Linked DNA regions of Mus musculus: region 2 is linked to region 1. The links are chromatin contacts, called in public Hi-C maps. All regions are on one chromosome and are shown on one strand. Each heading gives the region's core, a stretch centred on a gene start, on an enhancer-like site or on the middle of the called end of the contact. The rest is flanking DNA. Distances are from core to core; before and after follow the strand shown. Region 1 overlaps Kif26b (kinesin family member 26B). Region 2 overlaps Smyd3 (SET and MYND domain containing 3).

Region 1 (7,050 bases), core at 242-2,741:
CATTTAATTCAAAAGGCATTTATATGCCCCCCCATATGTCACGAAATAGTTTATTGCTTTGCCACATGACATTACATAAGAAAACTTCCCCATCAACAAATACCACTCTCAAATGTTACTTTAAATGCTCATGAGGTATTTTGTCCTTTGGTCATTCCACCATTGTCTAGGTCATTCCCACATTCTACTGCATAGTTTAATATAATCTGAGAAGACATCTATCTGCACACGCTCTTGAGAAGGGCAGTTTAACAGACTCCACAGTCAACAGCATATGCTTTCCAGTCACTAATAATCTCCTGGGCTTCAAGAAACCTCTAATTGCTTATCTTCAATGCTTTTGCTGGGTAACTCAATTGGTAGGGCACTTGGCAAACATGCCCAAAGCCATGGGTTTGACCCAGGGCACCATATAAACCTGAAGTGGTAATGGAAGCCTTCTGTTTCAGGATTCAGGAAGGGGAGGTAGAAGGACCAACTGTTTAAGATCATTCTCAGATATAGAGTGAGTTCCAGGCCACGCTGGTTACATAAGACCTGCCTAAAATATTACCATTGTTAACTCAATCATAAGGAAGACATATTACAGTAAGCCTGTGGCTACAAGAAAAGTCATGTGCAGACTTCGTGGTATTTTGGATTTGGAGTGCTAGGCGTAGGTTCTAAATTTGATTGACACAGAAACACATCTGCCCTCCAGAGCTCATGAGCAACTCTGATTCTGAAAACTCCTTCACCCCTGTCTTTGACTTTTACTGCCCTTCCCTGAAGTAATCCCTTCTATATTCAGCCTGTTACTATTTATAACTCAGTTTCCAACATTTAACAAATTGATATGTTTTAAATTGATAAGCTTCCAAAGTGCCAATCAGTACACCAAGCTGTGAAGCTATGGACAACTCCTGTCCTATGTGAGGTCACATCCAGGAGGCCTTCTTGGCTTCTAGATTATCAAATGCCACACCCTTCTCCTGCCCCTCTAGTCTAATCTGAGGTGACTCCAGGATCCATCAACACAGGCACACTATGAAACTCTGTAGCTCTTTGAGTTACAAGCCATCTTTGAGGGCTCTAGATCCTTAACACTCTTTTCCACCTACAACCAATACCAGACCTAAGACAGCCAGCAAACCGGCTAATGCCACAGCTGGGCCTATTTCTAATATATTGGCTCAGGCTGCCAAGAAGTTGCCAGTGACCCACTGCTATCTCCAGAAGAGGAAGGATAATGAGTCATCAGTTGCTGGCTGGTAACCAAGAGCTGTCTCTTCACTTAAGCAGCTCTTGATTCAAAAGCCCTACGATAGCTAGTACCATCCTTAGGTTTCAACAAGTGCAGAGAGACATATTCGGGAACCAACATGTCTTTCTAGGGCTTTTCTGCACACTATAAATGTTTTAGATTGACTGAAGACTTCAAAGAGGAAGGGTCAATAGTCATTGCCTTCTGCATATGCTAAGACAGAGAGGAGTCAGTGTCATTTGGAGGTAGAAGCAAACAGAGAAGGAAGCTGTAGACAGCATATACTTGCTGGCCTTTCCTGACATGGACACAGAGAGGACTGAGGGCTCAGAAGATGAATATAAGAGGAACTACTACATTAGCAAAGCCAGAGATAGAGAGCTAGCCCCCTAGTCTGACATCTGCCTTGCTTATGGGCATTGAGATACGTGTGCTGTTCTGCCTCTGACCCACCTTATGACCTCAGAAAATCATCAAATTGGAGCAGCATAAACCACACACAGGCAGAACCTCGATTTTATCACCTCCATTTTTACTTCAGCACATATGAAAACGAGCCTTTGGCACCTATGCAATATTTTAGCCTAAATTTTAAAGCTCAAAGTACTCTTATCTTTCAAAGAAAATATGCAAAAATTATTTTTTGTCTCATCTCTCACATGAAGAGGAATTTGAAAAGATGTCTGAGTACCTGGTGATAGTCCTCAGAAGGAAGGAGGTAGTGAAGTTAACGTTCACGCATCTAAGCTGTCACAGTTTGTAATGACTACAAAGGAACAAAGGGAACTCCATAGTGTGGCTGTTGGGTGCCATAATTGCTTTGCTGCTTGTTCCAGGGGGATTTCGAGAAACGTGTCTCCTGTTCTAACCTATGGGGTACTCTCTCAGTCTGATGACTCCCTTAGACTGGGTCATATATCTGGGAGATTTAATTCCCACAGGTAACTACCCCCGTGATCCTGGCCTCAATGACCATACACATCATTACCACGGTGTCTAGGAATTCCGGCTTTTCTGTCCCTGCCTATTCAGCTTCTGCAATATACCCATTCAAAACCATCCTTCAAAATGACAACTCCATACTAAATCCCTTTGTCCCAAAATCTTCTTTCACTCCCGTAATCACTCTCTAAGCAAATGACATAATTAGCTACCCTACTCAGGGTAGAAATCTAAAATCGTCTTTGTCTGCTTTTCATTCACATCCAATCACCAAACTTTCTAAATGGAAGTTTCTAGAAAGCCTCACCCTGTCTATCCTCTTTGTGCTGCTGCCTCCATGCTCCAGGCTAGCCTTCTCTCTGATTCCCACAGCCATGTTAATGCATTTAGCATCCCCCCCTTCACCTGGTCACATGGTCTCCTCACACCTAGTCATGACTTCCCTCCACCCCTACAATAGTTGTAGTAAAATACACATCTGATGCCATCATCCCTCCTTTTTCAATCTTCAATTCCAAGGCCTAGGTGCCTGTTGGTCGTGTTTAATTACACAGTTACTTCTCCATTGGACTCTGAGCTGTGAAAGAGAAACTATTCCTTTGGCTTTTAAGTCCTTCAATGTTTAGCACACTACCTTTTACACAGGAATCTCACAAGAACACTTGTGAAGCGAATGAATGAGTGAGTGAGTAAAGGAAGGAATGAATGAATGATACGGGTGCACTCTAGGTTAAAGCCACTGAATAACAAATTCATCCAATGACCATCTCTCCTTTGCTTTTTATAAATAAATCTCTATGCATCTTAAATGTTCCCCCAGTCTCATGAGCTAAGTAAGAGTGCTGCTGTGGCCTTTAAGGGGCAGGACCTAGCCAGACGTCATTAAGATATCTGGAGAGGCCTTTGAAAGGGACTGTGGCCCCTTCCCACCCCTTTCATTTCCTGGTGGGGAAGTGATCAGGTTTACTCTGACATGGATTCCCCAACACTGCTGTCTGATACCCTCCCGGGAGAGCTAAAGAGCAGTAGCCCACTGACCATGAAGTGTATGAACCATGAGACCACAATACTTTTTCTAATTTTAACTTGGTCATCTCTGGTATTTGCTACAGTGACAGCCAGCTGGCTGAAGGGACACTGAAGCATTTGACTCTCAGGCTCAGAACTCTTCCCAGTCATAACCATTGTGCCTGACTGAAGGGCCTCATGTGGCCAATCTCCTTTTACTGCTTCTGCCTTGATATTAATAGATTCTCGGGCCTCAGCTAATCTTTTCATCTCTTTCCTAAATTTCTAGACCTTTACATAGAATGGACTTAAACCATTACTCCATGATCATCATTACAGCTGAGAAATTCTGGATCAGTATTCCAGTTAGTGGTTCACTGAGGTTGGCCCCTAGCAAGCAGGTGGTAGTAGATTTTCAATGGATGAGGGACCTGTAATGAGGGCTGCAGAATCTGCAGGGCTCAGGCAAGAAAAGCCTGGCCAGGCAGACGGTGGTGTTTATGGATGCTCCTGGTTGCTTTCTGTTCTGTATTTCAGTCTCCTCGGGATCGGTTGCTTAGCAATAAACGCTGATGCCACTGTTGAGGGCAAGGTGATTCCGTGCTCTGTTTTAGCCAAGAGTGCTTTGCATGTGTTCCTCCGAAGCCTCTGGGTCTGTGATGAAGGCAACAGCTGGAGTCAGCATCCAGCATGTGTTGTACAAATTCCTGGTGATGTTTGCTCCTGGTTTCTTACTCTCGAGGCCTCTAGAGACAGACTGCACAAGATTTAAGCTGTTCTTCAAAGGCAGTTTCTTGCCACTTTGTTCCTGAAGTCTCTCCCTCCATAAACAACTGGCCCTTGAGGCTTGGAAAAGACCATAGGGCCCTGAGAATACAATGTTTTATTTTGCCCAGCAGGCAGCTTCTCAGATCAAGGGGATTTGCCTTCACACTCCGGGAGAACACCACCCCCTGGCCTAGAGTTTGCACTCCCACCCTGTCACCTTTCCTGCTGAGTGTCCTTTCTCCCCAGGTGCTCTTTATGGCTGCTCTGTCTTGACCAAGGCAGGTGTCCTTATTAATGAGTCTTCTGAAGGTAAATTATGAGATTGAACATTTGTGAATCAATAGATAACCAACTTTAAGTCAAGTAGACCTAAGGATAACAGCCCGTTCCCATCAGAGTCCAAATATTTGGATGCAGTGTCTCTCTCGGAGAAGTGAGGTTTCTACTTCAAGAGAGTGTGGCCATAGCTTGCTCACCCTGTGAGCAAGGGCACTTTAAACACTGGAAACCAGAGTGGTTCACCCCTTCAAACACATATTCCCACAAGAAGTTTCTGCCTTTTATGGCTTTTGAGCTTCCCTGAATTTCCATGTCATTTTCCACAGGGGTTTGATGGTGACGATTTTTAAAGCGGAGGCTCGGGTGGAAGTGAGGAGCGGGATCTAAAGAGGAATATTGGCCAGAGTCTCCCTCACCCTTGGTGTTGTTGGATCTACTCAGCAAGAATTAACAGAGAAAAGCCAAGTCTGTAGCCTCCATTCCTGCTGTTCCTGGAATTCCCAGACAACAGATGATGACTCTGCCTACCTCTGCAGATAAGCCAGGGAATGAATTAGCATGTTGGACGAAGCCATGATGTGCGGTTGCTCTTTGTAGGAAGGGTGCCCAGCCTCCAGGGCTCTGTCCCTGAGCAGCGGGTCCCTCTGATTGGCAGGGGACACATTCTCCCAGCAAGAAGCTTGCTTGAGAGAGGCTGCTCACAGTTCTACTTCATTAATGTACAACCTCAATAGAAACTTCTGGCTACCTTTCCTGGACCCAGGATTTGCCACCATTGTTAGTCTGTTCTGTGAGCTAGTGGCACTTCCCCAGTAATGAAGATCATATATTGCTGTGCACATGAATATGAATCCTGGTGAGTGTGTGTGGGTGTGTGTGTGTGTAAAGGTATAAAGACATGCTGGGTAATGAGCTCAGAGAGACAAAAGGGGAAAAAAAACCCACCGAAGGGAGAAATGTTAAATGTCAGACCAAAGTTGTTTTACATAAGAAACTAAATTAGGCTGAGATGTCATGATTGTGCCATCCTGCTCTGGACCACTGCAAAGATGTGAGCCTCCCCAGCATGAGTGTGCAGCTTCAGTGGGAACGACTGTTCCACATGCGTGGAGCTCGGCTGCACCAAGGCAGGTAGCAAGCAATTAACAGGATAAGGAAAATGTAAACAAGCACTCTCTGCTCAGACAGACAGGCAGACAGACAGACAGACGTGCTTGCATGCATGTGCTGTGTCTTTTACCACAGGACATCACATGCCTCCCTTGTCACTAGAACTGAGCCCATGCCACCACCGGGCTCTTGAATGTCCCAGAATACACCCAGAGATGGGGGTGAGAAACACCCACTGAGAAAATCAAATAAACAAACAGAGCCATTCTGTCAAAACTAGAATGCAGAAGAAGAAAGGTACAAGCATAGAAAGATGTTCTGTCCTGGCTCCTAGAAGCCAGATGACATTGGTCATCTTCCTGGATCAGCCAACACATTATATATCGAGACCTGTCTGAACCTGGGACTCTGCAATTCATCTGATCCTTGATTCTGTCAACTGCTAAGTGAAAACAAATCACCCAGATTATAGAGTTGTAAGCATTAGAAATAATTCACAACCATGTCATGTAAGAGACATTGAATAAATCATATTTAAAGTTACTGAAGAAGAATAACAATAATATCTTCCTACTTTAAAAGAAAAGGGAGAATTCTATTTTTTATTGTTATCATTACTGAAAGTGTGTGTCTGTGGCATACGTGGGTGTGTGGTCACACATGCATAGGCACAGGTGAATAGTGGTCATGCACGTGTGTGTGCATGTAGGTAGAGGTTGATATCGGTCATCTTCTTTGGTCACCCTACACATTATGTACTGAAGCCTGCCTGAACCTGGAACTACCCAACTTATCTGGCTGGTTGGCCAGCTCACTCTTCTGATCTCCACCTTCCAAGCATTGGGATACAGGCAGGGTACCACACCTGCCGTCATTCATGTAGATGCTGTGGACCCAAACTCCAGTCCTCACGCTCATTCAGCAAGCCACTGAGCTATCTCCCACACCCTCAAAGTGGCAGTGGTGGTGATAATGGTGGCAATTACCTTACATTTTACTTTATCCAGAAGAACTGAGACTGTTTTTATAACTACAAAAAGGGAAAATTATACTTATGCATGTATATGTACATACACACACATATGTACATATATACACACATATAAAATCTCAGGTACCAGCCTCTATAACTGGAGAAGTTGAGGACTTAACTCAAATCTCTTGGGCTGCTCTTTGAATGGCGCCTAGTTTCTTCTCTATTTTAAAGGTTCAACTCATCTAAGAGTTGTTGGTTTCTATGGCAGCTGAGCCTATGATTTTCACTGGAACTGGTCAACTGAAAAGTGGTTACCATTAGTCTCTTCAAAGGAGTCACATGGGACAGGGAGATGGCTCAGGAGTAAAGGGCTTCCTTGTACAAGAGCGAGAACCCAAGTTCAGACCCACAGCATCCATGTAAGAGCCAGGAGCAGCAGCCCACATCTGTAATCCTGGGTTTTGGGGCATCTCGATGGGTGGATTCCAGGGGACTCTCTAGAGAGCCACTCTAGCCAAAATGTCAAACTCCTCATAAAGTAAAGACACTGTCACAAAAAATGAAGTAGAGAGTGTATACTCAACACTGATTGACCTCTGGCCTTATATTCACATGCAGAGTCAATTTCATCACTCTGTGTGTGTGTGTGTGTGTGTGTGTGTGTGTGTGTGAGAGAGAGAGAGAGAGAGAGAGAGAGAGAGAGAGAGAGAAAGAAAGAGAGAGA
Region 2 (7,289 bases), core at 3,196-5,695, 760 kb before region 1:
TGACCCCAGCCCACCACATAGAACTGCTTCCGCTCAGCCTGCCCTTCCCCCCTTCATTTAGACCTTTCTGGAAACACCCTTATAGGTATTCTCAGATATGTTTCCATGGTGATGAAATCCAGTCAAGTTGACAATGAAGATAGGAAGACTGCCAGTCACTACACACTCACCTTGCTGGCTTAAACTCTGTGTGTGTGTGTGTATGTGTGTGTGTGTGTGTGTGTGTGTGTGTATGTGTGTGTCTGCCATGTACACATCTGCTTGTGTGTAGATGCCTGAGCTTGATGTATTAGGTGAGTACTTTTTTTTTTTTAACACCATTTATGGGCATCTGAATTCAGGCCCTGATACTTCCGCAGCAGATATTTAACCGACTTAGCCATCTCCCTAGAACCTTAAATCAGGTTTTATAAGTCCTCTATGCACTCAAGGCGCCGACACCAGTGGTCTTATTCTTCAGCTGATGGCAAAGCACAGAGGTGGTGATTGGACTCCTCATGCCCTCAGCACTCATCCCCCTGTGGTAGTGATGCTTATAATCCATTAGTGAAGATAGGCAACTTTTCAAAGGCAGCTGACAGCCACTGGTTTGGTCCTTTTTACTTTTAGAGAGCCCCTTAGGGCAATTCAAATGACTCTTTGCAAAGCATCCATTTGTCTCCGGTTGAAGGGAAATAGAAAAATAAAATATTTCCCCATAGTACTGCATGAGTGATATTGGCTCTGAGGTCTCTGCTACTGGTGTGTCATAACATTCCGGGGACAGAGCAAGATGACATATCTCTGTACTTGGACTTACATATTAAAACACTTAGAGCCTGCCTTATTCTAAAGAGTTATGGCTTCAGATCTGTGCTGCTATTTCTTGATTGGTTGCGTGGAGTAGTTGTGGAAAGGCTGTCATGTGTTTGGAAATGGAGGAGTTAGTACCCGTCTCCTGGCTTTAAGCCTGACTGGCCAAGATGGATCTCTTTGACAAGTTGACCAAATTACCCGTCTTGCACAGTATAGCATAACAAATTCATGCATTCATTGTTACTGTGTGTTGTTCAGTTTCCTTATAGAAATGACTTCCGAACCCTGCTTGATTCCCACCTTTGGGACATTATGACCTCTATGAGGAGCCTGGGATCCCGTGAAACCCAAAGCAGGATTCTCCAGACAGGCAGAGGTGACGAAGGCTTGGGTTCTGGAGAACATCTGTTCTTTAGGTGTTGTGGGTTCTGCCGCGAGACCTTTGGCCTGACATTCCGGTGTCAGGGTCTTGCCGCACGGTCAGGTTTGTATACAGTGGAGTTAAATTCTTGTGCTGGAGAAGGACAGTTGTGGTGCGTGTCTTCTCAGGTTCTTTAGATTCAGAAGTGTCGGAGACACTTGGCGTCACTACCTCTGCATGTCACACGCCTGTGTTGTGGGAGGGAGTATCATGTTTTCTAAGAATTCAGGTAAATGATCGGAGCAACAAGAAGACTGCTAGTACAGTCCTGAGCCCGAAGAACAGGGAGTAAGAATAATTGTCACAGTGATATGATATGCGGGTAGGAGGATTTTAACTCTTTGGATTTTCCAGGTGGAGAGGCAGTTGACGCTGGCTGATTTTCAGTTTTATTGAAAGATGCCAGCCAAGTATAGAAAGTGATTCAGAAATAAAGTAGGTCATTTTTACATCATGTTTTTTTTTTTCCCTTCATGCTTCTAATCTATTGAAGATACATAAATAAAAATGGTCGTTGGAGTGCATTGCTTTGGTTCACACCTTTGGATGCAGATCTTTTAGAAGACAGAGCTACACAGGACGCCTCTTTAATTTAGAGCTCAGGTTGGGCTCTGTTCTGGTGCTGCTCTGCAGTGACTGTCCTATCGTGGGCAAGTGATTTATTTTTGAAACTTAATTAAAAAGTCCTTTCGGCGAGATTTGATTCACGTCCCTTACGTTCCACTCATTTGCTTTGTATAATTTGCCGGGCTGTGCTGCTGATTCCAGTTTTAGAACCCGTTTGTCCCTTGGAACCTGTTCCCGCTAGCTGTCATCCCCAATCTGCTAGATCACAGGATGACGCCATGTTTAACATTTGAGGGACTGCCAGATTGTTTCTATTTTCTATTCTTACCAGCCATGTATGAACCTTCCAGTGTCTTCTGATCCTTCTGATCCATGTGAACGTGTCTAATTGTCATTGTCAATATCCTCGTGTGTTTGAAAGACTATACTTTTGAGGTTTTTGATGGACATTTTCTTAATGATTTATGAGGCTGAATATCTTCCATGTGTCTGTTGGCCTTTTGTATATATTCTTCTAGAGAATTATACAACATATATTTTATTTCTGTGAACTTTTTGTTGTTGCTTAACCACCTTTCAGATGGTAATAAAATTGGTGCTTTCCTTGTGGAGTTACTGTAAGGATTTAGAGAGGTAATATACGTGAGATGCTCAGAGCCTCGGCTGCCGTCGAGAAGATCCTTACTCTTGGCTGTGGTTATTATAGCAGTTTCTTCATGTGGCTAATGCTTCCTACTGCTCCTAAATTCTCCAGTGAGAATTTGAAAACTCAACTTCAGTTCCTAGTTCTACCAATCCTGTCTTTGCTCCATATGCTCAATTGCTTGTTTACTTGTTCCAAGGCCTTATTGTGATAGAATCTAGAAATATGAATTAACAAAGTGAATGTCCCCCCCACCCCCAGCAAGCCTTTAGACAGTACCAGAAAGGCAATCAGACAGTGGTATGCTCATTTATGTAGGCATTGAGTACTGGGCTGTGAGAATAGGTGGAGGGTTACACAAGGCTTTGTAGTCAAGCTGGATGGTAAGTAGGAGATTCTTCTCCATACAGCAGCCTCAGTGTTGTGGACAGAAATTGTTCAAATGCTTAGCAAATATTCAGGGTAAAGTGAGACCCTCAGGGGACTCTCCCCATGGCAGTGGAGACTAGAGGCTCTTGGCCACTTCCCCTGATTGGGTTTGAAAGTCTCCTAGGTAGGAGTTATTTGCCTCATGGAGAAGCCTGAGCTGATGCACAGGCCTAACATCCTTGAGTGGCACTAAAGTGGATAAACGCAGTGACTCAGAGGGATGCTGGGGCAACCAGGAGCTCAACCTATGACAGTGTTGTCAGGGCCTTGCCTTTCTGCAGAGTCATCTTCAGTGTCAACAGAAAGACCACCGTCTCCAAAAAGAGGTTGCATCTGAGTAAGGATGATCAGAAAAAGTAGAGTCAGGAAATCTGTCTCTACCAGGTTCTGGGGATCGGGGGATAGGTATGTAGTAGGTGATGCCTTCTTTTTGGAAGTGAAGGAGGATGATTGCTGACACCTTCCCGGCGTTGTAGGTAGTAGGTGATGGCAAGCTAACGATGATTCCCAAGGTGGTTGATTACCCAGAGGCCTTTGGTATGAGCAACAAAAGTAATCTACATATCCAACCCAAACCTTGGCCTGGCTCCTTTTTACTTAGAGATCCTTAAGAACCTAGAGCTTTCTCACACGTGGAATAAAACAGTATGCTCGTCAGTTCAAAATGCGATACAGCAGAAGGAGCCAGAGTTAAAAGCAAACAGAGTTTTCACACATCTCCATTCCTTATTCTATTTGGGTCTTCCATAGTGAAGGAACCCGTTCATGAGTATGGAATCAGTTGTTTATATAGTCATACACACTCTGCAGCTTCCGGAAACGCCATCCCTTGATTTGGGTTTGTTTTGGGCCTTGTTTTATATAGTTACTGCCGCGGAGAAATATTAATAGCTTCACTTCAGATAAACACAAGTGGTTTTGAGGACTACAAGTGTTTGTGGTGTTTAGGTAATGTAAGTTGATTTGGCAACCAAATGTTTTGTGTTGCTGGGAAGATACGGAAGTGTAGAATTACTGCTTAGTGTTCCATATGTCCTCTTCCTCTTCCTCTTTTTCATTTCCCGTTTTTCAAGACAGGGTTTCTCTCTGTAACCCAGGCTGTCCTGGAACTAGCTCTCTCTAGACCAGGCTGGGCTTGAACTCAGAGATCTGCCTGTGTCTGCCTCCCAAGCGCTGGGATTAAAGGCGTGCGCTGCCACCATCTGGCTCTCTATGACTTCTAAATTTCCACCTGCTCCCCTGCTTACTCTTCTCTGAGGGTGTCCTTTTACTCTGAGTGGGATCCAGAAGTGTTAGCTTGAATGGGAAAGCACTTGATGTTTCTGGGCCGGGTTGACAGATAGAAGTGTCTTTTGAGTTACAGTGTGGATGGCCTGTCTGTGATGACAGCAGAGGCTTTCTTTGTCTTGTTACTATTTAAGTTGGTGAAGGTTATTTTCATCACCAGTAAAAACTGACTTGCTCAAGGGTTTCTCAACCTGTGGGTCTTGACTCCCTTGGGAGTCACACATCTAATATCCTGCATGTCAGCTATATGACTATACTATAGCAAAATGAGTTATGAAGTAACAATGGAGTCCATTTATGGTTGGCATCACCACAACATGAGGAACTGTATTAAAGGGTTGTATCATTAGGAAGGTTGAAAACCACTGGCTTACAACTAAGCCAGAAAGGAAGGGGATGGAGGAGGGAGGGCAGGAAGAGGACAGGGCAGGGGAGAGGAATTGACTACGTCCTAGAGAGGGGACAGATTTTGCTGTAAGACATTATTTGCCAATGTTGGTGCTTTCACGAAATAGGGGTGTGTGCAGGTTTGAAAGAGCAAGGGGAGAGATGCGTGTGGGGACAGGGGTAACTGGAGGTTGTCTTCCGAGAGCTAGGCAGTGTGTGCTGTCTTTCTGGACCTGAACAGATGACGTCATGCTTGTGGGGACATGGTTATCCATGGAGGTTATGTGCCAAGAGCTGGGCCGTGTGTGCTGGCCTTCTGGGCTGACCTGAACAGATGACGTCATGTAACCTTTCACTTTAATCATTACTTTTTCCCTTTGAGGACCCAGCAATTTGTTTGATGGTCTTGTTTTATTTAGCTGATAGTAGGGGGTTTGGGCTTTGCCTCTGTGATAGCCATTTTCATACTGAGTGGTGAGGGTGCATTTCAGGGCTGCAAGGATGGCGTCCTTTCTCTTTATAATGCTGTATGTTCTCGTTTGATTTTCATGGGGCCGAACTCTCTGAATCCTTTATCTATTCGCTGACTGTTTTTAGGTCACCTACGAGTTGCTTGGCTAGATATCAGGTACTGAGAAGATTAAAAAAGAAGACACTGCAGGGCCACGCTTTGCCAGAGAGTGAGATCAGGAACACGAGCCACATAGTCAGAGAGCAGTTCACTGCGACTTACTTTTTACTTGCAGTTTATACTGTAAGTTTAAATATTCTGGGACGCCAGACTTCATGGCAGCTGTCTTTTGGGAGAGACAGATGCACTTTGAAAAATTCACTGTAAAATACATTTTAAAAGCATCTTCTGTGTTTACTTGTCATTTTGATTTCAAAATTGCTCCATTGAGGGAAAAAATGTGGCTGTAAAAACCAGTTTAAAGTTTGCAGAAGGAACAAGTTATTAAGAAAATAGCAAAGTAAATAAAGTAAATAAATAAAGGCTCCAGCAGGGAGCTGTGTTTGCCTCGCTAGTCTGACCAGAGTTCGAGCCCCAGGATCTTCTGTAGCTCACTAAAAGCTCCACAGCGATCTGACTGGGCCAGCCAAGGAGAGTCACAACAATTGGAAGGATGCGACATTCAAAAGAAGATCTTGAAGAAACAATTAAAATTTGTCATTTAAAATATCATGTGGTTTTTGAGAAAGCATTCAAGTAATGACGTTTTAAAAATGGTTTCTCTGATTTTCTCTAGGTGAAAAATAGATGTTTTAACTCACTGCTATTGGGATTCTTTTAGTTTCCTCAAGGTTGATCAGTTACAGAGTCCCATCTCCCGAGATTATTATAAAGGAGCAACGACCTAGGCGATGATGCCTGTGTGGTGAAGTGGGTGAGCTTACCTGCAGAAAGCAGTTGTCTTTTCTCTACTGGAAGGTGTTTCATAGCAGCCTGATGTGTAGGAAGAAGAGAACATTGGTGTTAAAATTTTCTTATTCTCTTTTGTCATCTAGGTAGAAAAATCAAAAAAATACTTGCTTCTCTCTTGTCTTTGCTCTCTCTCGTCTTTGCGAGTGATTGGTATTGATTCTCCAGCTTGACAAGATTGAGAAGCACCGTGGATGCAAACCATCGGGCATGTCCGCAAGGAATGTCCAGAATAGATTAATTGGGGTGTGAAGATGTACCCCAAATATGAATGAGACTATCCTGCTGGCTGGGTGCCTGGACAGAATAAAAAGGAAGAGAGCTGCTTACTGAGTTCATCTCTGTACTTTCTGAGTGCGGACACTGAGACCAGCTGCCTTACCACTATGGCTTCCTGCCGCAAGGGATTATACCCTTGAAACGTAAACCCAGACAACCCGTCCTTCATAAAGCAACTTCGTTAAGTTGTCGAGTAGTTTTTCCAGCAGTGCATAAAGTCATGAATGCATTGACTCTTCTCTCTGAGATGAAAGTATATAAGTTTTAAAAAAAATCTATTTAGATAGGCATGTTACCTCCCTAAGAGGTTGACAGTTAAACAGACCGTGACTTCAGAGCATTTCAGGTTTTACATTATTTGATAAGGTGTGGACAACCCGTTCTGTTATTTACTCTTATTTTAGTTCAGTGAGGTCACACTGCCCACTGTCACGTAGCTAAACTACAGTCCAGTCCCAGGCTCATGTGGCTGTAGTGTTGATGATTTATCCACTACATTAAATTCTCTTAAAACTTTGTTGATGAAAAAGCACAGTCTTAGAGAAATTAATTGATAACGCATTATACACAACAAAAAATGATGCACCATGAGAAAACTCAGTGAGTCCAGGTGAGTGGTGTGAGCAGGTAGCTCACCTCAGAGAGACTGGAACGGGAACGGGAATGGGCGTGTGACGATGTTCTCATCCGAGCAGTCATGAGGAGGGAGCCCAGCAACACATACGCCGAGCCTCACATCTCTGCCTGGCAGTGCCCACTGGCGGGATCAGAGGTTGGTAGGATCCGGATTCAGAGCAACTTTTACACTGCCACAGGAGTGTAACAGCTGCAGCCACTTTGGAGCGCCATTGTTAACGTACAGGAGTGTTAGAGGATGTTCTCAGAACTCAGCCTTCTGTGAAGCTGGACAGGAGAGAGACTGACTGGAAGGAAAGATGGCGACACTCTCACCATGAACTCTTTTATTTTGGGGAAATACAGCTATGTTTTTTTTTTTTTTGTTGTTGTTGTTTTTTGTTTTCCCCATGAAAACATGCATGCCAACGCCTAGGATGTAGGGG

What was found. A called contact is a pair of places that touch in the nucleus more often than the background predicts.
Region 2: a contact with region 1 is called in a Hi-C map of bone marrow-derived macrophages, with 13 read pairs. The contact joins two enhancer-like sites. A contact is called at or near these places in 1 of 484 Hi-C or Micro-C datasets (bone marrow-derived macrophages) and 1 of 9 other capture datasets (embryonic stem cells).

The regions. Positions count from the first base shown.
Region 1 is chr1:178,669,947-178,676,996 of GRCm38.p6, reverse strand. The region is part of intron 2 of Kif26b (kinesin family member 26B); the gene reads right to left. Among named protein-coding and RNA genes, the nearest start is that of Gm24405, 37 kb to the right of the region's middle. Within about 2 kb of position 1,491, at least 15 of the 459 cell types and tissues checked have an H3K27ac peak or open chromatin away from gene starts, as enhancers often do. A contact at or near this core is called in bone marrow-derived macrophages, where this site is marked.
Region 2 is chr1:179,431,522-179,438,810 of GRCm38.p6, reverse strand. The region is part of intron 1 of Smyd3 (SET and MYND domain containing 3); the gene reads left to right. Among named protein-coding and RNA genes, the nearest start is that of Smyd3, 83 kb to the left of the region's middle. Within about 2 kb of position 4,445, at least 37 of the 459 cell types and tissues checked have an H3K27ac peak or open chromatin away from gene starts, as enhancers often do. A contact at or near this core is called in bone marrow-derived macrophages, where this site is marked.